6 separate regions of the Mus musculus genome follow, and regions 2, 3, 4, 5 and 6 are each linked to region 1. The links are chromatin contacts, called in public Hi-C, HiChIP or PLAC-seq and promoter capture Hi-C maps. All regions are on one chromosome and are shown on one strand. Each heading gives the region's core, a stretch centred on a gene start, on an enhancer-like site or on the middle of the called end of the contact. The rest is flanking DNA. Distances are from core to core; before and after follow the strand shown. Region 1 holds the start of Ell2 (elongation factor for RNA polymerase II 2). Region 2 has its middle 280 kb from the start of Mir682. Region 3 has its middle 190 kb from the start of Pcsk1. Region 4 has its middle 250 kb from the start of Pcsk1. Region 5 has its middle 260 kb from the start of Mir682. Region 6 has its middle 210 kb from the start of Mir682.

The links. Promoter capture Hi-C pulls out the DNA fragments that hold promoters and counts their contacts. A called contact is a pair of places that touch in the nucleus more often than the background predicts. HiChIP or PLAC-seq counts read pairs in DNA pulled down with a chosen protein or histone mark.
Region 2: a contact with region 1 is called in an H3K4me3 HiChIP or PLAC-seq map of the 230-238 cell line, with 19 read pairs. The contact joins the enhancer-like site here to the promoter of Ell2 in region 1. A contact is called at or near these places in 7 of 39 promoter capture datasets (the 3T3-L1 cell line, 3T3-L1-derived adipocytes, the C10 cell line and 1 more), 2 of 15 datasets of contacts at CTCF or cohesin (large pre-B cells and pro-B cells), 5 of 484 Hi-C or Micro-C datasets (the G1E-ER4 cell line, embryonic fibroblasts and embryonic stem cells) and 10 of 115 datasets of contacts at active chromatin or transcription factors (the 230-238 cell line, bone marrow-derived macrophages, embryonic forebrain and 5 more).
Region 3: a contact with region 1 is called in an H3K27ac HiChIP or PLAC-seq map of extraembryonic endoderm stem cells, with 10 times the contacts expected there. The contact joins the enhancer-like site here to the promoter of Ell2 in region 1. A contact is called at or near these places in 7 of 39 promoter capture datasets (the 3T3-L1 cell line, 3T3-L1-derived adipocytes, the C10 cell line and 3 more), 1 of 15 datasets of contacts at CTCF or cohesin (pro-B cells), 1 of 484 Hi-C or Micro-C datasets (3T3-L1-derived adipocytes) and 8 of 115 datasets of contacts at active chromatin or transcription factors (the 230-238 cell line, bone marrow-derived macrophages, embryonic stem cells and 4 more).
Region 4: a contact with region 1 is called in an H3K4me3 HiChIP or PLAC-seq map of bone marrow-derived macrophages, with 6 times the contacts expected there. The contact joins the enhancer-like site here to the promoter of Ell2 in region 1. A contact is called at or near these places in 12 of 39 promoter capture datasets (the 3T3-L1 cell line, 3T3-L1-derived adipocytes, the C10 cell line and 6 more), 1 of 15 datasets of contacts at CTCF or cohesin (pro-B cells), 3 of 484 Hi-C or Micro-C datasets (the G1E-ER4 cell line and bone marrow-derived macrophages), 8 of 115 datasets of contacts at active chromatin or transcription factors (the 230-238 cell line, bone marrow-derived macrophages, large pre-B cells and 2 more) and 3 of 9 other capture datasets (bone marrow-derived macrophages, liver and pancreatic islet).
Region 5: a contact with region 1 is called in a promoter capture Hi-C map of liver, with 6 times the contacts expected there. The contact joins the enhancer-like site here to the promoter of Ell2 in region 1. A contact is called at or near these places in 10 of 39 promoter capture datasets (the 3T3-L1 cell line, 3T3-L1-derived adipocytes, the C10 cell line and 4 more), 1 of 15 datasets of contacts at CTCF or cohesin (pro-B cells), 1 of 484 Hi-C or Micro-C datasets (the G1E-ER4 cell line) and 10 of 115 datasets of contacts at active chromatin or transcription factors (the 230-238 cell line, bone marrow-derived macrophages, embryonic forebrain and 7 more).
Region 6: a contact with region 1 is called in a Hi-C map of liver, with 5 times the contacts expected there. The contact joins the enhancer-like site here to the promoter of Ell2 in region 1. A contact is called at or near these places in 6 of 39 promoter capture datasets (the 3T3-L1 cell line, the C10 cell line, cranial neural crest and 1 more), 3 of 484 Hi-C or Micro-C datasets (cortical neurons and liver), 6 of 115 datasets of contacts at active chromatin or transcription factors (the 230-238 cell line, epiblast stem cells, large pre-B cells and 2 more) and 1 of 9 other capture datasets (pancreatic islet).

Annotation. Positions count from the first base shown.
Region 1 is chr13:75,706,141-75,709,805 of GRCm38.p6, reverse strand. Ell2 (elongation factor for RNA polymerase II 2) reads right to left here and starts at 2,322. Exons shown (of 12, transcript NM_138953.2): 1 at 2,009-2,322. The coding sequence starts at 2,155. It overlaps 1700037F03Rik (a long non-coding RNA gene), which reads left to right and starts at 2,649. Exons shown (of 3, transcript XR_873683.1): 1 at 2,649-2,727.
Region 2 is chr13:75,365,649-75,369,604 of GRCm38.p6, reverse strand. No RefSeq gene overlaps it. Among named protein-coding and RNA genes, the nearest start is that of Mir682, 280 kb to the left of the region's middle. Within about 2 kb of position 2,289, at least 33 of the 459 cell types and tissues checked have an H3K27ac peak or open chromatin away from gene starts, as enhancers often do. A contact at or near this core is called in the 230-238 cell line, the G1E-ER4 cell line and embryonic fibroblasts, where this site is marked.
Region 3 is chr13:75,279,825-75,283,500 of GRCm38.p6, reverse strand. No RefSeq gene overlaps it. Among named protein-coding and RNA genes, the nearest start is that of Pcsk1, 190 kb to the right of the region's middle. Within about 2 kb of position 1,795, at least 1 of the 459 cell types and tissues checked has an H3K27ac peak or open chromatin away from gene starts, as enhancers often do. A contact at or near this core is called in extraembryonic endoderm stem cells, where this site is marked.
Region 4 is chr13:75,342,017-75,345,988 of GRCm38.p6, reverse strand. No RefSeq gene overlaps it. Among named protein-coding and RNA genes, the nearest start is that of Pcsk1, 250 kb to the right of the region's middle. Within about 2 kb of position 2,383, at least 5 of the 459 cell types and tissues checked have an H3K27ac peak or open chromatin away from gene starts, as enhancers often do. A contact at or near this core is called in bone marrow-derived macrophages and liver, where this site is marked.
Region 5 is chr13:75,383,357-75,386,957 of GRCm38.p6, reverse strand. No RefSeq gene overlaps it. Among named protein-coding and RNA genes, the nearest start is that of Mir682, 260 kb to the left of the region's middle. Within about 2 kb of position 2,132, at least 7 of the 459 cell types and tissues checked have an H3K27ac peak or open chromatin away from gene starts, as enhancers often do. A contact at or near this core is called in hepatocytes and liver, where this site is marked.
Region 6 is chr13:75,437,401-75,440,835 of GRCm38.p6, reverse strand. No RefSeq gene overlaps it. Among named protein-coding and RNA genes, the nearest start is that of Mir682, 210 kb to the left of the region's middle. Within about 2 kb of position 1,560, at least 4 of the 459 cell types and tissues checked have an H3K27ac peak or open chromatin away from gene starts, as enhancers often do. A contact at or near this core is called in liver, where this site is marked.

The DNA.
Region 1 (3,665 bases), core at 1,073-3,572:
TCCCCAGGTCTGTTCTGTTGTCTTTTAATTGGGGGCTTGGCTCCTCTTCTTCCTCTCCTTATGTCCCCTTACCTCACTTCTTCCCACTGTCATTGCTTCCTATGCCCCTGGAACCCACAACCTTATCTCTCCATCTTGCAGGGCTGAGTTTCTCTGTCAGCCTTGGCCCCCCTGCCTTCCTGCCTGGCTTTCCCCAGATGGGCCTCCCACTTCATGCTGGTACTGGCCTCTTTCTTGCTTGTGAACCTGTCTGGAGAGTAGCTACTAGCACATTCAGTTTTGCTATTTGGATCTTTGTGTCTTTATTGGTGGCTCTACACTGCTCTCCAAGCCTTATTTGAGGTCTTCTCCCTGGGTGGAAGGTCTGTTTCTCCATATACTTGCACTCCTCCCTGTTGGCTTCCCCTTAATCTCCACAAAACGTGTCATTACTTTCCACCATATGCTTCTCTGTGCATAACACGTGCCCAATCAATTCTTTGGGAGCCTCTGAGAGCATATGATCTGGATCTTTCCTTTTCTGTCAGGTGAACTCATATACTCCCAAGATGTACACAACTGTTTATGTTCTCTCTGTGTGTGCATGTGTGTGGGAGCTTCTGGAAGCTCTGCTGGCCCAGGTTTCTGCTTCTCACGATGGCTCTGCCTAAGACTATTTTTCTCTGTATGCATTTAAAGTGCCTGGCACTAGTAGGAGCTCAACAGATGTTAGTTCTTTTTCCACTTTTATCTAAGTATGTGAGGTCCGAGTCCCTCTGTGCCTGTTTTATGAGACATATTGGAATATATTCTTTAGTAGGCACTGAACTTCTTGTTAGAAAATCCTGTGGGGTGTAGCTGTTTGTTTCTTTTCTCTGAACAAAATGCCCCTGGCTCTTCCATATGGTATAGTCTTTCCCTTCGACAACATGTCCACTTTCGTCTCCCTACTCCCCCACCCCCTTTTACATGCCCATAATCGGCTTCCTTATACCCCCATCTGGTTAAATTGTCATTACGGTGCCTTTCTGTGCGAAAGTTCCTGGGTTTGGACTCCAGCTACAGGGTATGTGCCTTGGAGCCTCTTCCTCTAGTGGAGTCAAGCGCTCAGAGTATGGGATGAGGCGGAGACCACAGGTTTCTCTCTCTGGGGCCCAGGAAAAGAGCAGAATCTCATCCAGTCAGCCGTCTGTCTCCCCACAACCTTCGGGCTCGCTCCTCGCCAACAGACAGCGAGCCAGCACAGGACGCGGAGCGCCTTTCGGCTACGCGGAGCTTCTGAGAATTCCTTTCCCCAGACCCGGCCGTCTTGTTTCAGGCTCTAGTTGATTTTGAGTCTTCTGGTGTCTCTCCCGGAGATGAGGTGTCGGTTTGCGGCCACTCGGTATGCGGTGTGTCTCCGGGAACCCAACCCACAGAGCTGGAGTCCCCGAGTCCCCGAGAGTGCAAGGTGTGTCCCCCTCCCCCTCCTCGCAGCGCCAGTGTCCCGGCCTTCCCGAGTACACCATGTACACTCTCGCCTGCAATAGGGGTGCCAGTGTCTCCGAGTCCCTGAGAGTACTAGTTATGTCTTCACCCCCACGGAGTGCCGCTGCCCCTCGCTCAGCGACTCAGCCATCCCTCCGCGTTTCCCAGAAAACTCTGACCGCTCGCGGCCTCCGACCCTCGCTTCTTTACTGGTAGCTCCGTGCGCCCCCTCCGAGGGTAAGGCGATCGCCACACTTCTCTCCCAAAGGACCCGGTTCCTCCTCCGGACCAAACAAGCCAGAAACCCCGCGGGCGGCTGTCGGAAAGTCCCGCAGCGGCCGCGCAGCCCCGGCCAGGCCGACCCCGCCACAAGGGGCCGCCCGCCCGCGCCCTCGATCCAGAGGCCCCGGACCGCGGCGTCGGCGCCCGCGGCTGGCCTCGTTCCCTTCGGCGGGTGCGGAGGCAGCAGCGGGAGCCAGCGCCCCACCGGCGCGGCGCCAGGCGCCCGGCAGAAAGATCAGTGGCCGCCGCCTCCCCGAGCGCTGCCCGGCCGGCCGCTCACCTTGTGGCTCTGGTAAGTCTCCAGCGCCCGGATCGCCGTCTCGGTGAGCTTCACATGCAGCACGGTGATGTTGTCCTGCCCCAGCCGCCCGCACGCCAGCCCGTACCGCTGCTCCTCCCGCAGTCCCGCAGCCCCCCCCGCCGCCATCTTAAACTCCCCGGGGTGCCACCGCGGACGCCGCTCGGGCTCCAGCCTCCACTGCGGCCGCGGCTGCTCGGGCTCCTGCAGCCGCCGCCACAGCTACGGCCATCCCGCTGCTGACGTACTGTCATATACTGCGCGCAGCTAGACCTCGGGCTTCCACAGCTGCGGGCCGCCCCACCCTCGAGCCCGCACCCCGCCCTGGACTCTGTTCATTGGTCTGAATCCCCACAGAGCCTCCCTCATTGGCTGCTCTTCACCTCAAGGGGGCGGGGCCCAAAGTCGCAGGAGTTTTGCTCTCAGGACGGGACGTCCGACAGAGGAGAGGTTGACGTCGGGGTGACGCGTCGAGTTAATCTTATCTGACGTCATGTCTCGTCTTGGCTCTCCTGCGGCGATTGGCTGGACCGATTTGGGGCAGAACCCTGCTAATTGGGTGTCAAGGTTACCAAGTGAGCCTAAGTCGGAGCCCCGCCCCTTGAGAGGTAATAGTGGACCGAACACATAGGTCAACCTGTTCTTGCGGTACGAAGTGAAGATCCCCATTCGGTAGGGGTGAAGGCAGGACAGATGACCAAGTACGGATTTTGTTTCCTGACAGCTGCACAAGCTTTGGGTCTTGATATGCTCTGTGGTGCAGACACCGTAGGCTGTCTCAAGAGAGCTTTTCCTTAAAAGGAAGTTCAGTACTGGGGTGGCACAAAGGTTTATTTATTTGTTTGTTTGTTTGTTTGTTTGTTTATTTTTAATTCCAGACTTGAAATTACCAAGTCAGCTGTAGTCTTCAGTAGTTGTGTGAGACTGTGTGGAAAACTTAAGCACAAAATTATACCAGTGCATTAAATGTGTTTTGAGTGGTGGTCATGATACAATAAATAGAGTTGGACCTTAGAGTCTTTCAAAATCAACTCATACATGTATGTGACTTCAAAGGAATAGAATATGCACTGGAGCTCATCATATGATCAGGGTTATGCCTTTTTATGGGTCATGGGGAAACCATACTGTTCGGGGTTTCTTCTTTCAAAGGCCCTTGAAGAGTATAACTGACCTTGAGGTAGGTAAAAAGAAACAATGATACCACCCATTCTCTGAGTCTTCTTTGAGATCTGTGTCTTTCATTGGTTTTATTTAGGCTAGGAGGTCTTACTGAGTTTAAATGGAGGAGGTAGAGGCCAAAGTGTAAGGAGGCTTGGCTTAGTTTCCACTTCAGTTTACACTGTGTGTGGGCATGGCTAAAGGAGGGTGCCTACAGCAATCCTCTTTAAGCTGTGTGCGGATAGACTAGATAGGTTTCCCCTGAGAAGGTCAATTAATTGGCTGATCAGAAACACAAGACAAAAAGCAAACAATTGCCAAGTTGAGGCTGGGAGATTGACTGTGGAAGGTAGGTTCTAGGCCCGCCTGGGCTTCAAACCAAGCCCTGTCTCAGAAAACAAGAGCAAAAACTAAACAAACAAACAAACAAGTGAAAGATTTAAAAGCAGGGATAGGCACTCTGTACAAATATCCCTTT
Region 2 (3,956 bases), core at 1,040-3,539, 340 kb after region 1:
AAAGAAAGACAAGTTCAGAACAATTTCCCTTATGAACATCAATGCAAAAATACTCAATTAAATTCTCACAAATCGAATCCAAGAACACATCAAAACAATCATCCAACATGATCACGTTGGCTTCATCCCAGGGATGCAGTGCTGGTTCAATATACAGAAATCCATCAAAGTAATCGACTATATAAACAAACTCATAGACAAAAAGTACATGATCATCTCATTAGAGGCTGAGAAAGCATTTGACAAAATCCAACACTGCTTCATGATAAAAGTCTTAAAAAGATCAGGAATTCAAGGCCCATACCTAAACATAATAAAGGCAATACACAGCAAACCAGTAGCCAACATTAAAGTAAATGGAGAGAAACATGAAGCAATCCCCCTAAAATCAGGGACTAGGCAATGTTGCCCACTCTCTCTCTACATATTCAATATAGTACTTGAAGTCTTAACTGGAGCAATTGGAGCAATGGCTATCCTACCAAAGCAATCTACAGATTCAATGCAATCCCCATCAAAATTCCAACTCAATTCTTCACAGAGTTAGAAAAGGCAATTTGCAAATTCATCTGGAATAACGAAAAACCTAGAATAGCAAAAAGTATTCTCAACAATAAAAGAACCTCGGGTTGAATCACCATCCCCAACCTCAAGCTGTACTACAGAGCAATTGTGATAAAAACTATATGGTATTGGTACAGTGACAGATAGATCAATGGAATAGAATTGAAGACCCAGAAATGACCCCCTACACCTATGGTCACCTGATCTTTGACAAAGGAGCTAAAACCATCCATTGGTTTAGTTGCCCACAGCTACACAAACGGGGTTCCTGAAAGGGAGGCTGGGGCTGTATGGGAAAGAGACAGCGAGAGAAATAGGAAACCAAGACAAAGATACTGATCAAGGCCCCTTGTTTCCAGCCACTCTATGTGGCTGCCAAGTGTGAGTTATCCTTGAGTGTATCCAAGGAGGTGATTAAACAGCTGCCTTCTAAAAAAAAAAAAAAAAAGAGAGAGTCTGAGCCCATCCCCCACCATGCCAGGCTCTCAATGCTTTGTCACCTTGTCACCAGGCTCTCTTCACTCTGTTACCAGGCTGTTGCTTATTCAGGATTGCCTCAGGAAGACAGGTTCAGCCTCTCAGCGGGTAGCAGGTAGCGTTGTCTTGCAGAAAACCGCAGTTATGACAGAACAATAGACCTATCTAGGTCTGAGGACGCTACCCTAGGTGGGCTAGCTGACAGTGGCAGAACAGGTCTGCGCCAGCCTGCTCAAGGCTAGGGGAGGCTATAATTCCTCTCTAGTTATTTAATAAAAAATTAGCTGGACTGGGGTATAGGCTCCATGGTCCTGCCTGGGAATTATGGTGGCTTGTGCCTGTGCCTCTCTTAGGACTGAATCTATTGGACTTATTCTTATCTGTCCTGGAGAATACATGCAGCTTATATGTATTTATTTGCACAAACACGGCTCTTTGGTGTTATTATGAACAAACTTCTTGCTTTTGCTTCTTGGCACATGCCTCTGTCTTAGATTGAAATAAGCCATAGATACAGTGGCCCATCCTTGGCTGCTGGCCCTCATTGCACACCCTTTTCCCAATCAGAGGAAAGCCACAATATACACTCAATGCATCTCTTCATATAGCTGAATTTCTGCCATCTGCACTTGCTGAAGGTGATCCTGCATGGAGGTAACCGACCTGCTTGAAATGCAAACCCAAAGTTGAAAGCAACATGATTAAGTTTGTCTGTCCATAAGTCCAGGTACTCTATTCAGTTGCAAATTAGCAATGATAAAGCCCAAACTCTGGCCTCCTTGTGTGGGGCAGGTGACTTTGAGAATCAACAGAAAAGCTGTTACTTCTCATGTAAATAGGTTATGCTCCAAGTTAACTCTGCTGGCTAAAAGGTTTTTAGCTATCTTCATAATAGGACTCTCTAATATTGGATTTATTACTAGAGCAGTCCATGATTGAGTCAGAATAACTGGTCACATTAAAGGAAAGAGAAGAGTCATTATAATTCCTGTTGGAGTCCGCCAAAAGACCCTCACTAACAAAGACCACAGAGATCGACATTGCTGCAAACTGCAAGAGGTTTTTTTATTGATCCAATGTGTTGGGGACCCCCCTCAGTATGCAGGCAAGAAGAGAGACCCCAAACAAAGAAAGAACACACTTTTTATTCATTGTAAGGGGCAGATTTAGGCAACAGGGCTAGCTGGCTTTCTCTAATGGTGCAGCAAGTAACCCTTTCAGGCATTGGTTGGTTCTCATAGGGTGACTACCTTTGGCCTAGTGACTCACTCTGCCTGCCCTTGTGGTTTTTCTTGGAATTTAGTGTGAGGCAGGGCAGAAGAATTTTTCTGAGAACTGTTATTTTTGTTATGGTTATTTTTCCAAGAACAGCTAATCTTGTTTTGGCAGCTGTAGACTTGGTAAAACTATATAGTTTGGAAAGTCCCTTCAGAGGGGGAAGGGGCTAGGTGGTCTTGAATTTATTTTGGATTCTACACTCCTCCTTTTGATTAATTTTTCGAAGTCGGTTTCCACAGTCACTTATGTTCTCTGTCCCACAGGTTAAAAAGCTTGAAGCAAGGCAGCTTAGCTTGTCTAATCTGGGACAAAGCCAAGCAAAGGTGGGTCAAGAACCCAAACCCAATACAGCTTTCTTATCACCATTGTCAGGGCACTAAGCAAGCTCACAGATCAGTCTGTCACACGAATCATTCTGGCAACTGCCATGCTCCTACAGCATTCTATGGAAAAAAACACAAATGTGCCCTCTTCCCCATATTAAATATATGATCAGGATCATGCCATATACCAATAAGTGGATCCTCCATCTCACCTAGGCATGAGTATGCCTAGTGTTAAGATACTGTAAGGCACTTAACAAGGAGTTCTTTGGCATCCAATATTTTAAAATTTAAAAAAATAAAAAGTGTGATTTAAATAATGTACATGGGGATATAATTTCCCCCTTTATTGTTTTTAAAGAAGATATAATTTTAAAGTTCCACAATACCCTGTCCTTGAGAAATATAAAAAAATCTCAGTAACATGGGTAACATTAAATTGTTCACAAAACATCTCAAATATTTGACTTTAATAGCCAGTTCCAATATCTGTTTTAATCTAATTTGGAACACCAAGAATACAAAAAATATTAAGATAGGCCATGACTAATTACACTTTTAGTTGCTTCTCTTGTTAGAGCAGTTGCAACTAGAAAGCCTGAAAAGGTATCAATAGTCACATGTGCATATTTTACTTTTTAAAAATCAGAAATATGAGTATTCATTTGCAATAATTGATTAAGTATAAGTCCTCAAGAATTAACACAATTATATTGAACAGGTAGAAACTGAGGACAATGAGAACAATTCTTTACAATTTGACATGCACATTCTCTAAAAAATACCAAATTATTATCTCAAGCCACTACTATTTTGATGATGTAAAGAATGAGATAATATGGACAATTATTCTTGTGTAAGGCCTATAATCTGTCTGGGATGTAAATTTGGGGTGGCATTGTTTTAAGAGGTCTTGTCCAGGCAATTTAGAATGAGTTCTTAAATGTCCAAAGACAGTCCTTTAAAGGAACAGTATTTTTTTTTCTTAACTTGAGTTGTATATGAGTAAACAATTGCAAATTTAAGAATTTGTAGTATCTAAGAAATAACCAATTTCAAGCAATTGTAAGCCCTGAGCTATAGCTATGTATAGAGAGACAATCAAGCTTTAATTTGTATATACATATATATCGACTATTAGTATACAAATTAAAGCTTGATTTTTTCAACATTTCAAAACACAGGCTACAGCACACAATTCAATTATCTGTGCTGAAGCAGCAGGTAACTCAAAAGAATAAACATGTGATCCAATCACATATACTTTTCTCCCATAGAAGGGCTGTTTTTAAATACAGTAGATGTATTCTTTAT
Region 3 (3,676 bases), core at 546-3,045, 430 kb after region 1:
TACACTAAGGGGGAACAAAATAATCATGGGAGGCAGAGGGAGGGAGGAATCTGGGTGGGAGAGGGATGAAGGAGCAGAAAGAGGGAACAGAATCAGGTATTGGGCAGAGGGCAGGAGAGATGCCCAGATTGCCAGGAGAATGAAGAAATATGCAGGCTCTGGGGGTGGGGGAAACCTCTAGGAAGTCCCAGAGACCTAGGAGGTAAGAGACTCTCAGGACTCACTGGACCTTAGCCAACATGCCCAACAATGGGGAGAGGAACCTGGAAGAGTCCACCTCCAGTAAATAGACGTGGCCTCAATTGGACAGATGGGGTTACCAACCCACAGTCAAAATTTCTGAACAGAATTGTTTCTGTCTAAGAGAACTTTGAGGACAAAATGGAGAAGACACTGAAGGAAAGACGGTCCAGTGACTGGCCTAACTTGGGATCCATCTGGTGGCAGGCGGGGGTTGGGTGGAGTGGGTGGACCAAGGCCTTACACCATTACTGTGCTTACAGACAGGAGCCTAGCATGGCTGTCCTCTGAGAGGCCCAACCAGCAGCTGACTGACACAGATGGAGATACTTACACCTAACCATTGGATTGAAGTCAGGGACCTCTATGGTTGAATTGGAAAGGATTGAAGAAGCTGAAGAGAAGATGACCCATAGGAGCAGTCTCAACTAACCCAGATCCCTCAAAGCTCCCAGAGACTGAGCATACATGGGCTGGTCTGAGAACCCTGGCACATAAACAGTAGAGGATTGTCTAGTCTAGCCTAGGTGGGAGAAGGTGAACCTAATCCTCAAGAGACTTGAGGACTCAGAGAAGGGGGATGCCTGGTGTCAGGGTTTGACATGTGAGCACCCTCTCGGAGGCAAGAAGGGGGAGGAATGGGATGAAGAACTGTGGGAGGGGAGATAGAAATTGGGGGCAGCATCTGGAATGTTAATTAATTAATAAAAATAGCTCCAGCATCTCATCTTAACCTAAAGCCTTCTGTTGGAATAAAGCTACTGATATAGGGATCACCCTTTTCAAATAGATTAATTTTAATCTGCATCGGAAATATCTAGGAGAGAGTATATTCTAAATCCTAATTATAATATTCCTTTTTTTATGTTTTTGGAGTAAACACTTTCTTTTCCTTTACCCTGTAACCCTCTGCAAGCTGAGCATAATTTCTTTTTATGAATTACTTGGTGCTTTATTCTGTTCTGGATTAGGAGAAAATGAAATTAAGCCATATTTGTGTTACATATTAAATATTATCCTTTGATAGTGGTTATCCTCAACTCATCTTATATAATTTCTTGAATAATGTTAAAAGCATACTTTGAGTGTTTGTCTTTGAACAAAGAGAATAGAAAATCCCTTCTTTCTTACCCTGGGTTGTTACAGCTAAATTATATAGTGAAGCTGGAAAGCTCAGCACAGTCTTTGTTTTCACATATTAACACCTCACCTAAAAGCTGACTGTAAGAAATGCTACCAAAAAGATGGCTAAGAAGACTTACTCAGTTCCACACAACTAAGGCAATGGAGTGCAGATTCATTTAGATATTCATTCTATTAGCCTACATCATTTTAAACGTGACATTTCCTATTATGTGGAGTCTCTTACTCCATTCTAAAACATCTTGAATATCCCTTATGTAGTTTCTAGCTGCTGTTAGGCAGCTGAAGTAAAGAAAGAATCCCCAAGTCTGTCTAACAGAGATAGGGTATTGCAATCTATTGTGAAGGGACAAAGGGCATGGATGGGCTCTGAGAACTTGTTTAGATAACCATCCTTCGCTGCTCCCTGTCTCAAGAACACAAGTTAAAGGAACTGGTAAGGTGTTTTTGAAGAGGAAGAGCCTCTAGAGAGAGGGCCAGGAAGTGCACTATGGTGTGACCTGATGTTCCTCTTATTTGCGACAGTAACCAATACTATCTACAATGAACTGCCCTTAAAGTTTAACTGCATCACCAATCAAACAGTGGGCATGAGCTGGACCTAGACCCCCTGCACTTGTGTAGCAGATATGCAGTTTGGTTTCCCTGCAGGTCCCTCAACAACTGGAGTGGGGGCTGTCCCTGAATTTGCTGCCAACCTGTGGATCCCGTTTCCCTAACACCTTGTCAGGCCTCAGTGAGAGAAGAAGCCTGTAGTCCTTCATTGACTGATGTGCTAGGTGTGTGTGTGTATGTAGTACTGAGGGGGTTAAAGGTTGTCAGAGGAGAAGGGAAGGGAGGGATGAGGGAGGAGCTGTGAGAGGAGGGCTTGCTGGAAGAGGTAGGATGATATCAGGATGTAAAGTAAATTAATTAATTAAAAAAATTAACAACCCCCAAATTAATTTCTCATAAATTTGCTTCTCTGAAAGAATTTAATTTATCCAAAGTAAGGAAAAACCTTGCATTTTGTTGTTTAACACTAAGAAGGCTAGATGTCAAGATCAAGATCACATAACTTGAAATTCAATTTAATAGTCTCAACATGAGGACAAGTATTTTTCAAAGTAATTGCTGTTATCATTTCCATGGCTTCAGTCCATTCCACTTTCTGGATTAACCTCATCTCATGGTTTAGTTCCTTTGCAGTTTGTTAGGAGAAAATAAATTTGTATATAATATAAATACTAAAATAAACAGTAATTTAACTTCAAGTATTAAGTATTTTCTGGAATATTCTCTCTTCCTAAGGTCCTTATTTAAAATTAATCAACTTATATTAAAACCCTAACTTGTTTTCTCATTTCCAACATCAAACTTGGCTTTTTTTTCTTTAACTAAAGATCCCATTCAAGTGGTACAGCTCCTTTCCTCTTTTGTGTATGTGGTTTTCCGTTTTTTGTCTTTTTTCTTCTTCTTCTTCTCCTTTAGCTGTTTTCTTTCACATGGAATGACACAGGATTTTTTTTTCTTTTTTTACCAGATGAACAAAATATCTATTCCACCATTTGCAGGCCTAAGTGAGAATTCTTTCAGGATCATTCTCCCCATTCCTTTATGTCTCATCGTCTTGCCTTCCTGACTAGCATATGAGAAGACAGAGCCTCTGTCAACCTCTACCCCAGTGTGAGCATTGCAAACACAAATAAAACATTGTGGCTTCAAAGAGATGGTGAGATGCTGATTACAAAGGAGTAGTCCTAGGACAATATCAAAATCCCTCAGTTCCTATTCCATGATATAAAGTGAAATTCTTCATTCAAGGGACCCATCAGATCTTTGCTTTACCAAAATGTGAGGTGATGAGAAATGAACTCATCAAGAAAATGATTGGGAAAAGTTATATATATGTATGTATGTATGTATGTATGTATGTATGTATGTATGTATGTATGTATGTATATATATACACATACACACACACATATATCACTTTATATATATATATATATATATATATATATACCTAAGCATCCTTCTCTGCGATATTAAGTGGCCCCCCTGAAGCCTCAACTATATATTGAACATAAATATTTTGAATTGAAACTTGATCTACTTTTATTCTAGATTCTGTTGAAAATGCTGATGTATCTAATGAAATAAAATCAAATTTATCTTAATTCCTGATGCAATCAAGTTGACAACGAAGTTATCACCACATTAGGTAAGGGCGTGTATCTAGAAGGGCAAATATTAAAGTTTTAACAACTCTAGGGTTTGTGCAGTTTCTTGATTGAAGTCATCACACAAAGAG
Region 4 (3,972 bases), core at 1,134-3,633, 360 kb after region 1:
TTAGCTGCTCTTGGCTAACCAATAGATAGTTTGACACACTCTGCTGTCACTCTGCAGTTACATCTGGCATACAATGCTGGCAACATTCTGGCTTCCAAAGGTGCTGTCATGTAGTGTTTTGTTTTAATTTCTGGACACATATTTATTCAGTAAGAGATTTTAGTAATAAAGGGCAGCTGTGCAATCTTCTGAAAAAAAACGAAGGAGAGGTATATTGTAATCTCACATGGGATTATGAGATTTCACAAATAAAAGTGCCAGTTGGAAAAAGTCAGTACATTTTTTAATTCTTCGAAATTTTTAAGGAAGATAATTTTAGTAGAATTATTTACTTAGCCATTTATGTTTTATTTTTCTGATTTAAATTTAGTGTAGTGTAAACTCAGAGAGGTACTAGCAAAATGTCTGAGAGTCAATGTCCTTCAACCACATGGCTAAACCTCAGAAATAGAAGGCCCCTCATCAAAGTTAAATTGAATGACTCAATGACTAGACAACTCAGGGGAGAGGTGAAACTGGTCACTTTAGAAATTAAACATTATAGATGGAGGAACCTTGTTTTGTTATTAGAGGGGAAATATGCCATCAGAGGAACTTTGACTCAATATACAAACTTTTCTAATAAAGTATCAGTTAGCTTATCACGTTTTCACTAATTCTTATTTTCAAATATTACCTATCAGCTTTCAGCTGTCTGAGAGATCTATTGATACAGTGCTCATAGTTGAGAGACAAACACATAGAGCTCATCTCACCTCCCTTGTATGTGTCCCTTTACAGAACTGGGTACGCCAGAGGTCACTTTCAAGTGGCTATACAACTAGGTTTTGATGAATTTATATGGGAAGTCTGCTGGATCTCCTCGCTCTTAAGAAGGAAAAGTAGAGCTTGGTAGAATTACCAATCTATCTATCTATCTATCTATCTATCTATCTATCTATCTATCTATCTATTTTCTTCACTGATTTTTACATATTTGAATGGAAATATGAAGATTAGTTGATATCTTGAAACAATGAGGTAGCAAGACACAGGACTGAGAAGGGAAAACAGTAGGAAAAACGAGATTGGTTTATTCATGACTACAACATCCATGATATCAAATCTAGAACATCCTGCCTCTGGAGTTCCTCTTAATAATGAAGAAGTAGCTATTTTAAGTAATATAATGTTCAGCAAATTTTATATGTCATGCTTACAAAGTTAATTATAGCCCATGACTTCAAATTTACCCAGCATGTTCATTTAAGAACAAGTAGATAAAATTACATCAAAAGGAAATTCATTGCCATCTTCTGGCATCTTTAGACATTTGCACACATGAACATACTTTCACACATGCACATGTACATGTACATACACATTTACACAGAAATAAAAATAAACCAAGTCTCATATTTAGAAAAAATTAAGAATCAAATAATAATACCTCAAAATACATGAACTAAATCTTCAAAAACTATTTAGAAATTTAAGTTTTATTCTGGATTTACCAACTCCGTTTGCATAATGAAAGCTTCACTCGATTCCTTGTCTTTGCTTTGAAACAATCGTTTTATTGTACCATAAAATCTAGGGTTGAAAAGATATACAATTAGGCTTTAAAAAAAGATCTATCAAATCATTTATTTGTGAATTGAAGAAGTCCGTTCAGGACCTTTGGAAAATTCCACCAGACGCCTCCTCTCCTGGAAGAGAAAGTTCATGTAGCACTTAGGTACCCCTCCCCTCCAGAAGGGAAAGGGTAATTACCTTCCTCAGATAACAGGGGGTGGAGGGCACTGATCTTTGGCCACTTGTGTGTATGGGGGGGGGGGGGGTAAGGGCAGAGCGTGTACACACATTGTGGACTGACTGTTGGCCACCTACAGACAAGTGAAGTCCTTGCCACCTCATTCCCTAAACCAATCAGTTTAAAAGTCACACTGTTCTGCCAATCACGTTGTGCCTAATGGTTGCTGCTCTGAAAACTATAAAAACTTGCTGAATGGGCTGAGTGGGGTTGTTCTCTCTCTCTCCTTCCTGTGCAGGATGACCACAGCATGCTGGAACAATAAAATTTGTCTTGCTTTTGCATCCATCCCTGGCTGAGTTGTTTACTCAGGGGGTCTCTGGTAAGTTAAGGCTCCTCAGAGTTTTACAGAATGAGCTTCCAAAAATTCTATAAGGAACACAGCTGATGATTCCCATATACCATAGAGACAAGCGAATATGAACACAAGTCAAATAACATTTTCAGAATCACTTCTCGTTCGTTATTTAAGGGATGCTGCAAAAAGGCATTTTCCACATTTATCCTTCAATCTGTTTTACATCAGGACATCACGTGGCTATTGTGTGGCTGTCCCCAAGCTTGCTTGGTTTAGTGTTGCAATGCCATGGAGTAATGATTAATATTGACTGTGAGCTTGACAGAACCTAGAATCACTGAAGAGATAAGACTCGGCATATCTGTGAGGGGTTCTTTAGATCATATTAATTTAAGTGAGAAGACCTACCCCGAGTGTGAGTAGTATCCACAAGCTGAGGGCCTAGATGAAATAAAACAGAACTCTAGTGGGGCGTGAACAGTCTTCATTCTGTGTTCTGACTGCAGATGCAATGGTATCACCAGAACTATCAATGAACTGCACAGTGGAACTGTGAGCCAAATCAAGCCCTCAGGTTGTTTAGTCAAGGTGTTTTATCACAACCTGAGACACATAACTGCTGCTAATGGCTTAGCTTGGGAAGGAGATAGGATTTTCATGACAATGGCAGCAGTATAAACAAAGCAAAGCTTGAGGGAAGCAGGAGAGGTAAATGTCAGACAGTGTTCCCTTCCCTTCCTACATTGGTAAACACTGCAGTTCTGGTGGTGGACTGCTTTATAAAATGAGTAGGTTCTGTTGTTGCACAGGGTCTGAAATTTATTGAGTGAATAGTTTATTGCATTAAATTGTTCATAGTAAACATTTTATATGTGGTTATAGTGTTTTGAAAGGAGGGAAAAATAGGTCAGTACTCAGAGCCCCAGTTTTCACTCAGGAAAATTGAATTGGGAGACTTTTCTTATTCATAAAATGTGGAAGCTGAAAGGGAAAACAGGGTTTCAAATATCTGTGGTAATATTTAATAATTTTTTTCTTGTGAAGTTCCTTTGATTGGATTTCAATAGTCTTTTTAAAATCTCTGTTAAACCTTTGTTTTCAAATGTCCTATTAAATGATACTCCTTTTTAATCTCTTATGTGTTTATAAAAAGATTTTAAAAAAAGGGTACGTTCTATGGAGGTGTGATGAGGTATGGGGGAAGGGGGAACCTCAGTGGGCCCATGCTGAGGTATCCCTTCCCCCGAAGGGACCAGCCACATGACAGTGTACTATAGAATAGAGTTTATTAAGGGCATGGGCAGGGGAGTTAAGAGGTAGTAAAGGCAGAGAGAGAGAGAGAGAGAGAGAGAGAGAGAGAGAGAGAGAGGGAGGGAGAGGGAGAGGGAGAGGGAGAGGGAGAGGGAGAGGGAGAGGGAGAGGGAGAGGGAGAGGGAGAGGGAGAGGGAGAGGGAGAGGGAGAGGGAGAGGGAGAGGGAGAGGGAGAGGGAGAGGGAGAGGGAGAGGGAGAGGGAGAGGGAGAGGGAGAGGGAGAGGGAGAGGGAGAGGGAGAGGGAGAGGGAGAGGGAGAGGGAGAGGGAGAGGGAGAAACTCAGAATACCCAAGATACAATTTACAAATCCCGTGAAAGTCAAGAATAAGGAAGACCAAAGTGTGTATACTTAGTTCCTTCTTAGAATGAGGAACAAAACACCCATGGAAGGAGTTACAGAGACAAAGTTCAGAACAGAGCTTGAAGAAATGAGCATCCAGAGCCCGCCCCACTTGGGGTTCCAACCCATAAACAAGCACCAAATCCAGTCACTAGGCAGATGCCATCAAGAGCCTGCTGATAGGAGCCTGATATAGCTGTCTTCTGTGAGGCTCTGTAAGTGCCTGGCAA
Region 5 (3,601 bases), core at 883-3,382, 320 kb after region 1:
TGAATTTCTATTTGTCCCAATTTATCCTTCAGTCAGGTCTTTATTAATGAGCATCTCTACCAATTTTGGTTCACCCTTACAATAAATCTGCCCTGATCCTTTCTTGCTTTCACTATCACATTTCTTCTGCTGTAAGGACTGTTCTGAGTTCCTCTGCTCATATTGTTTCTAAGGGATGGAAGATCAGAGCTCCATAAGTGACAGGGAAACTAAGCTCTCCCTGTGATTACCTCCTAAGAGACTAGCACACACATTCACCAGGATGTCCTTATCACAGGAACACTGCTGGTCTCAGCAGGCTCCAGGAGGTTACTCCTCTAGCTACTGAATTTTCTTTGTGTGTTTTTTTTCTAAGTATGTATGAAATTATAGTCTTGAACTTGCCTTTTTCATACACAAATGAATCATTATAAAACCCAATAATTATCCCTGAGGGAAAAACCACATTGAGCGAAAAGCCTCAGACGTGGAGTGAGGGTGTTGGACAAGAAGATATCATCCCTGAAACTGTGGAGACATTTACTTCCAAGGGTCAGTGAATCACATTTTTAGGACCTGAAACTGGTTTTCAGAATGTTACACTATAGTTTACCTGAAGCCTTGTGTTCTGTCAAGCTTATTTTGCACATACCATACAATTCCTGGGGCTAAAATTGTTGTCTTCAGCATAGAGTTTTATTCTGATAACACAGAAGTTGTTGACTGTTCTACTTCTAATGAAAACTAACCTTTTACTCTCCTATGTTATATTACTATAATGTGATTAGCATGTTTCCTCATAAGCAAGAGTGGAGGGGAGAGAGAGATAGCACCTTTATATTTAAAGATCGATATATAGTTTTCCACTCATAATATTGAATATAGATCTTCTGTTCTTCAGAAAGAATTTGCTATTTGTGTCTGAAGTTAAAGAACTTCTATGCTTGGCTCTTGTGCTGTGACAAATATAAAGAAAAAAAATTTGCAGTCTAGAGAGGGGACTCGGGTGTTAACAGCATTGGCTGTTCTTCCAGAGGACGCAGGTTCGATCCCAAAGAACAAAATGTGGCTCATAACCATATCTATCTCCTGTTCCATGAAATCTAATAATTACTTCTGGTCTCTACAGCTTCTGCAAGCATGAGTTGTACGGATTCATCTAGGTGAAACACATAAAAATGGACAAATCCTAGGAAAGCTTTTTAAAAAGAATAAATTGCAGCATATGTACCTCTTTAATAAGAGTAGAATGTCTTCCCTTTTCTTCTGGCAAACTGATAAGAGAGACTCATCTAATTACACTGAAGCAAATATAAGTGAACATATCTTCAAATAATGTTTTTTCCCCAAGTTAGTTATAATATTAAGTGGATCAATGCTTTAGATAAAAGGAAACCTCCCATTAAATATTGTGTATATTTTGGAATGTTGGTTTCTATTTAAAAATCTATCTTGTACTTTATTTCCAAAATGAGACTTAAGGACTCACATGATATAATAAGGAAATAAAAAACTAAGTCAAGCATGGTGGCATGTACTTGTAGTCCTAGACCCTGGGGAACAGAGATATGTAAATAGTCTAGGCTATACAATGAGACTATGTCTCAGAAAAACAAAACAAATAAAACAAACAAAAAACAGTAAATGAAAACATTAGGATTCTTTAAAAATATTTAGAATTGTGGCTTTTGGTGAAAAGAAATAGAACTGTTTCTTTGGTAGTTATTTTTAGACAATGCCTATTTTAACCTTAACATCCTAGTGGAGCACAAACGAAGTAGTGTCATCATCTCCACCTACAGTAGACTGAACTTTCAGCACAGGTTACATAATCTTACTGGGAAAATGTGAGTGCTGTTATTTCTCCCTTTGTTTGAGCATTCAGTGAACTTTACTCTTCCCAGGCTTGGCTGTTTGGCAGACTTTTCCTTCCTTGTTCAATAACTTCTTTTTAAATGTAATAATCCCTTTAGAAAGGAGTTTAAACTTTAATTAATGTTACTATTACTACTAATTATGATAACAAATGAAGCCACTACAGTCCTTGACATGTTTATGAAACACAAAGTTTAAAATAAAACAATAAGCTTTGTGGGTTGTAGCTGAGTGCCAGTGTGGTAGTCATGGGTACTAGGCTGTTCTGCAATCATAGCACAAGGCTGTACATTCATAGACCTCCCATACCTGTGCTCCAAACGACAGCTTTTAGTCTTAACTGCCACCTCCTTTCCAGTTATTCTATTGGAGAGAATGTCATGGGGTGTCAAATACCCCTCCAGAATGATTAAGAAAGAAACCAGTACCCCTCTCCACGGGAGAGTCTACTTCCTATCTCATCAAACTGACCGTTGTTCAGGCTGGGGAATTCAAAGTCAGCACATGGTGGAGTCCAGGTCACCACCATTTGAGTTAACGGAAAAGGAACCTGGGAGACTGGAACACATTTCTATGTGCTGTACTTATCAAGAAAAAAAGTGACAGTTGGAAGTCTTTATACTTAGAGACCATCCCAAGTATTCAATAATACGATAGGATAAATGCACAGACAAGTATTCCTTCTCATGCCTGCTCTCTGAGAGTCATGCCATAGAAGCTGTAAGATACACAGGAAGTCATTCAGCACCAACTCTATTGATTGTTAGAAGCTAAACAGGTACTTTCCTCTTACACCTCTAATAGTATGTGTCAAGACTGCTCTACTCTGACATCAAAACCCCCTTTCATCACTTATGAACCCTGTGGATGAGGGAAACTGCTCAGCTCTTCTGTGGCTCAATTTCCACGACTCTTTAAAAGGGGTTGTTGGCATCCACAACATAGAAGTCGCAGTCTCAGGGAAGCCTCAAGTTCAACATATTAAAGGAAAGCTTTTTTTTGGACTAAAAATACCACAAACTTCAAGGAGCTTGAGGCAGATCCACATCTACTTGTGGCTTTGCAAAGTCATGTCATAATTAAAAGAGCATCAAAAGGCACAGCATTCCAGAGAGTAGCAGGCAGCTATCCAAATATTTTGAGTCAGGAAAAAATATTAGTGGATTTCACTGTAAAGACATTTTTATAATTATCTCTGATAGAATAAAAGAGCTTATTGGTCTAAAGACTAAAAATTTTAAATATCTTAAAATATGAGCTTTAGTTTGAATCTTTTTTAAACAAAAAATGTCATTTGACAAGATTTTTCTCTTTAATTACTCCTTTTATTTTTGAGATTCTAACATAATTATATCATTCCCTGTCTTAGTCAGGGTTTCTATTCCTGCACAAACAGCATGACCAAGAAGCAAGTTGGGGAGGTAAGGGTTTATTCAGCTTACACTTCCACATTGCTGTTCAATACCAAAGGAAGTCAGGACTGGAACTCAAGCAGGTCAGGAAGCAGGAGCTGATGCAGAGGCCATGGAGGGATGTTACTTACTGGCTTGCTTCCCCTAGCTTGCTCAGCCTGCTCTCTTACAGAACCCAAGACTACCAGCCCAGGGATGGCACCACCCATAAGGGGACCTCCCCACTTGATCACTAATTGAGAAAATGCTTTACAGCTGGATCTCATGGAGGCATTTTCTCAACTGAAGCTCCTTTCTCTGTGATAACTCCAGCCTGTGTCAAGTTGACACACAAA
Region 6 (3,435 bases), core at 311-2,810, 270 kb after region 1:
GTCTTTTTCAAGGGGTTTTCTGTCTCTCTTTGTCTGGAGTCTGTCTTCTCTTTTTTCCCTAACTACTGTAGCCAAGATTCTGTGTAAATTCCTTCCCTGTTGCTTTTCTTTTTCTTTAATCTTCCTTTCATCTTCTTACTTTCTCTTTCTTTGCTTTTCTTCCTCCTCTGTCTCCCTGTTATGGTAGACTTTTCTCAACAACCTGCACTGCAAAGAACAGTAGACCTAGGGATGGGATGGGTATCCCCTCAACGACTTATCCTGTAGTCCCTCTAACCTCTGAAGATTTTTCCTGATAGTCTACTAGATTGGTCTATAAAAGCCACACTCACAGTAGCTTTCTGTTCCCTGCTGCTGGGATCATAGGGTGTATACTGGTGGATTGCCTCTATGATCCACTCTAGAAAGGCTGTCGGCAGCTCATCTAGTCCCTGCTTAACCTCACGTACCTTGGTCAAATTTGTGGATCGTCATGCACCTGCCAATGGAGTCTGGTAGTAGACCTTCATGTGTTCCTTACCTTCTGCCAAATTAAAGTCCCAGTCAGGTCTAGTCAATGGAAACACACTGTCAACAACAGCCTGCTCAATCGATGGTACCCCCGTGTCCAAAGGTGCATTCTTTCTGGCTTCTTGCATTATTCTCATTCACTCTTTAGTCATGAAGAACACTCTCATGAGTTGTTGGATATCATCCCAGGAGGGCTGATGAATAAATAAAGCAGTCTCAAAGAGATTAATCAGCCCTTATCTGGGGGCGGGGGAGGGGGGGTTGGGCCTTGCATTTGTACAAGTCGGCTAAAGAGAAGGGCCAATATTGAATTGCCTCGTTGCCCTTTTCTAGAGGTCCTTATGCCCTCAGCTGGAGAGCCATCATGGTATCAGGGTAGGTGGCTCTCAGACTCTGGGTCCCCATAGTGGGGCCCGGAAGTTGGGGGTCTCCTCCTGCTCCTCCCTCTGGTAAAGGGAGATATAATGGCTCTGGTTCTGTATGGGCTAAGGATCCTGGAGCCAGTGCTGGCACTGGCAGGACCATGGGGACAAGGATAGGGGGATATGGAGGAGGAGCAACAGGTCCACTGTTGAAGGGTCTTGGAGGATCAACTTGTCAGGTCTGGATTCCTCCTCCCGTGCTTCCTTTTTCCTGATGGCCAGAACCTGAGAGGTAGGTCTTGGGGAAAGAAAGGCTTTTATCCATGGGGGTGGGGGAGCCCTCCACTAGATTCTTCCAGGTAACTATATAGGGCACTTGGTCTGAGTGCCTGAGGGATCCTGGCCTAAAGACTCTTTCTTCTACTGCTATGATCACCTGCAAGTCCAAGGTCCCTATGGGTGGCCAGTCTACTCTGAAGGTGGGCCATTTGGTGAAGCAGAGAATAACTAAACTTTCCCTTCTTTACTACTACTTACAAGTTTTCTCCTCCAATGGTTAACTAGGATGTTTAATGTCCAATGTCCAAAAATGTCATCAGTCAAAGTCCAAGAACACAGAATGAGATAACCAACACTAATAAACACAGAGAAAGACAATCAAAACACAGTTCGCCCCTTCCACAGGCAGTTACAGACAGTTTGTCCCTTCTACTGACACTGAAACCAGGATATAGCAAGACTTAGCTCCTGCCAGTACTGTCTTGCTGTTTCCAAAAGGAGCAGCGTCCTCTTGACTCCTTCTGGGGGTCAGGGTGGGCCTGAAGCACCCTCCAGACTCCCTGTGGTCATGATATTAAGGCACGTCTGCCTGCCACATTTGACCACACCAGACACCGTAGTCTCTCCACCATCACCACCCTGCCACTTGCAAGCAAACTGAAAGTTCAAATAGACTTACAAACTCAGACTTTGACAAACAGCAAGACAGACGAGAATCGAGATATTTGATTGAGCCGTTCCTCCTATTCACCACTCTCAGGTGTGTCACCCACATGGGGTCAATTCCTGGCCAATGCACCAACTGTAGCTCCTGGGGACCCCACCTTCCCCCAAAATGAACCATGTGGAACCAAAGATCAATGCAAAAGCAAGGGGACTTTATTGTTCCAGAGTGCTGGGGTTGTCCTGCATCCAAAAGAGTGGAGCAGACCCCGGGCAGCTGGTTTGGCCAGTTTTTATCATTTTTCAGGGGTAGAAAAGAGAAACAGCTACTAAGCACAATGTGATAGGCAGAACAGTGTGACTTTTAAACTAATTAGTCCTTAGGGAATGAGGTAGCAAGGGCTTCCCTTATTTGCAGGTGGCCAATGGTCAGTTCCCCTTGTCTTTCTGAGGAATGTAATCAGCCCCTCCCTTCCAGAAGGGAGGGGTGCCTATGTGCCTCATGACTTCTCTCTTCCAGGAGGGGAGGGGTTCTTTGTGTTGGGGGGGGGGGCTGGTGGAATTTTTCAAAGGTCCTGAGGTGACCTCTTTAAAAGCCAAACAAGCAGGGAAGACCAAGGCATTAGGGTACTAGGAGCCATGAGTAAGAACCGGTTCCTGGGTCCCTTCCTGAGAGTGACATCATCAAAATGAGTGGTGTGTTTCTGAAGAGCATATAATTGTCCTTAAAATGATCCCCTTTCCCTATCATAAATTACAAAAATAATTATTTATTAAGTAACTTAAGAAATGCTTAATTGTGTAAAGCAACATAATAAAACATGTGCTCCCTTTACACCTTGAAGTGAATGCTTTGTTCTGCTATTTATTCAGCAATTTCACATCCTTTTTTAAACATTCTGGGTAGATACATACACATTGCATGTTTGTTTTAAGCTCAAGCACATACTATAAACTATTTTAGGAGGGTATGTTGTAAACTTACAAAATATGTACTTCAAACTTACACTTTAATATATATTTTAAAATTTCACTAAAATTTAGTACACTGTTACTTCCCCACTTCACATTTGTTTTCTATGCCTTTTGTAAAACAGACTTTATTTTATTTTTTCCCCATTTCTTATTAGGTATTTAGCTCATTTACTTTTCCAATGCTATACCAAAAGTCCCCCATACCCACCCACCCCCACTCCCCTACCCACCCACTCCCCCTTTTTGGCCCTGGCGTTCCCCTGTACTGGGGTATATAAAATTTGCGTGTCCAATGGGCCTCTCTTTCCAGTGATGGCCGACTAGGCCATCTTTTGATACATATGCAGCTAGAGTCAAGAGCTCCAGGGTACTGGTTAGTTCATAATCTTGTTCCACCTATAGGGTTGCAGATCCCTTTAGCTCCTTGGGTAATTTCTCTAGCTCCTCCATTGGGAGCCCTGTGATCCATCCATTAGCTGACTGTGAGCATCCACTTCTGTGTTTGCTAGGCCCCGGCATAGTCTCACAAGAGACAGCTATATCTGGGTTCTTTCGATAAAATCTTGCTAGTGTATGTAATGGTGTCAGCGTTTGGATGCTGATTATGGGGTGGATCCCTGGATATAGCAGTCACTACATGGTCCAT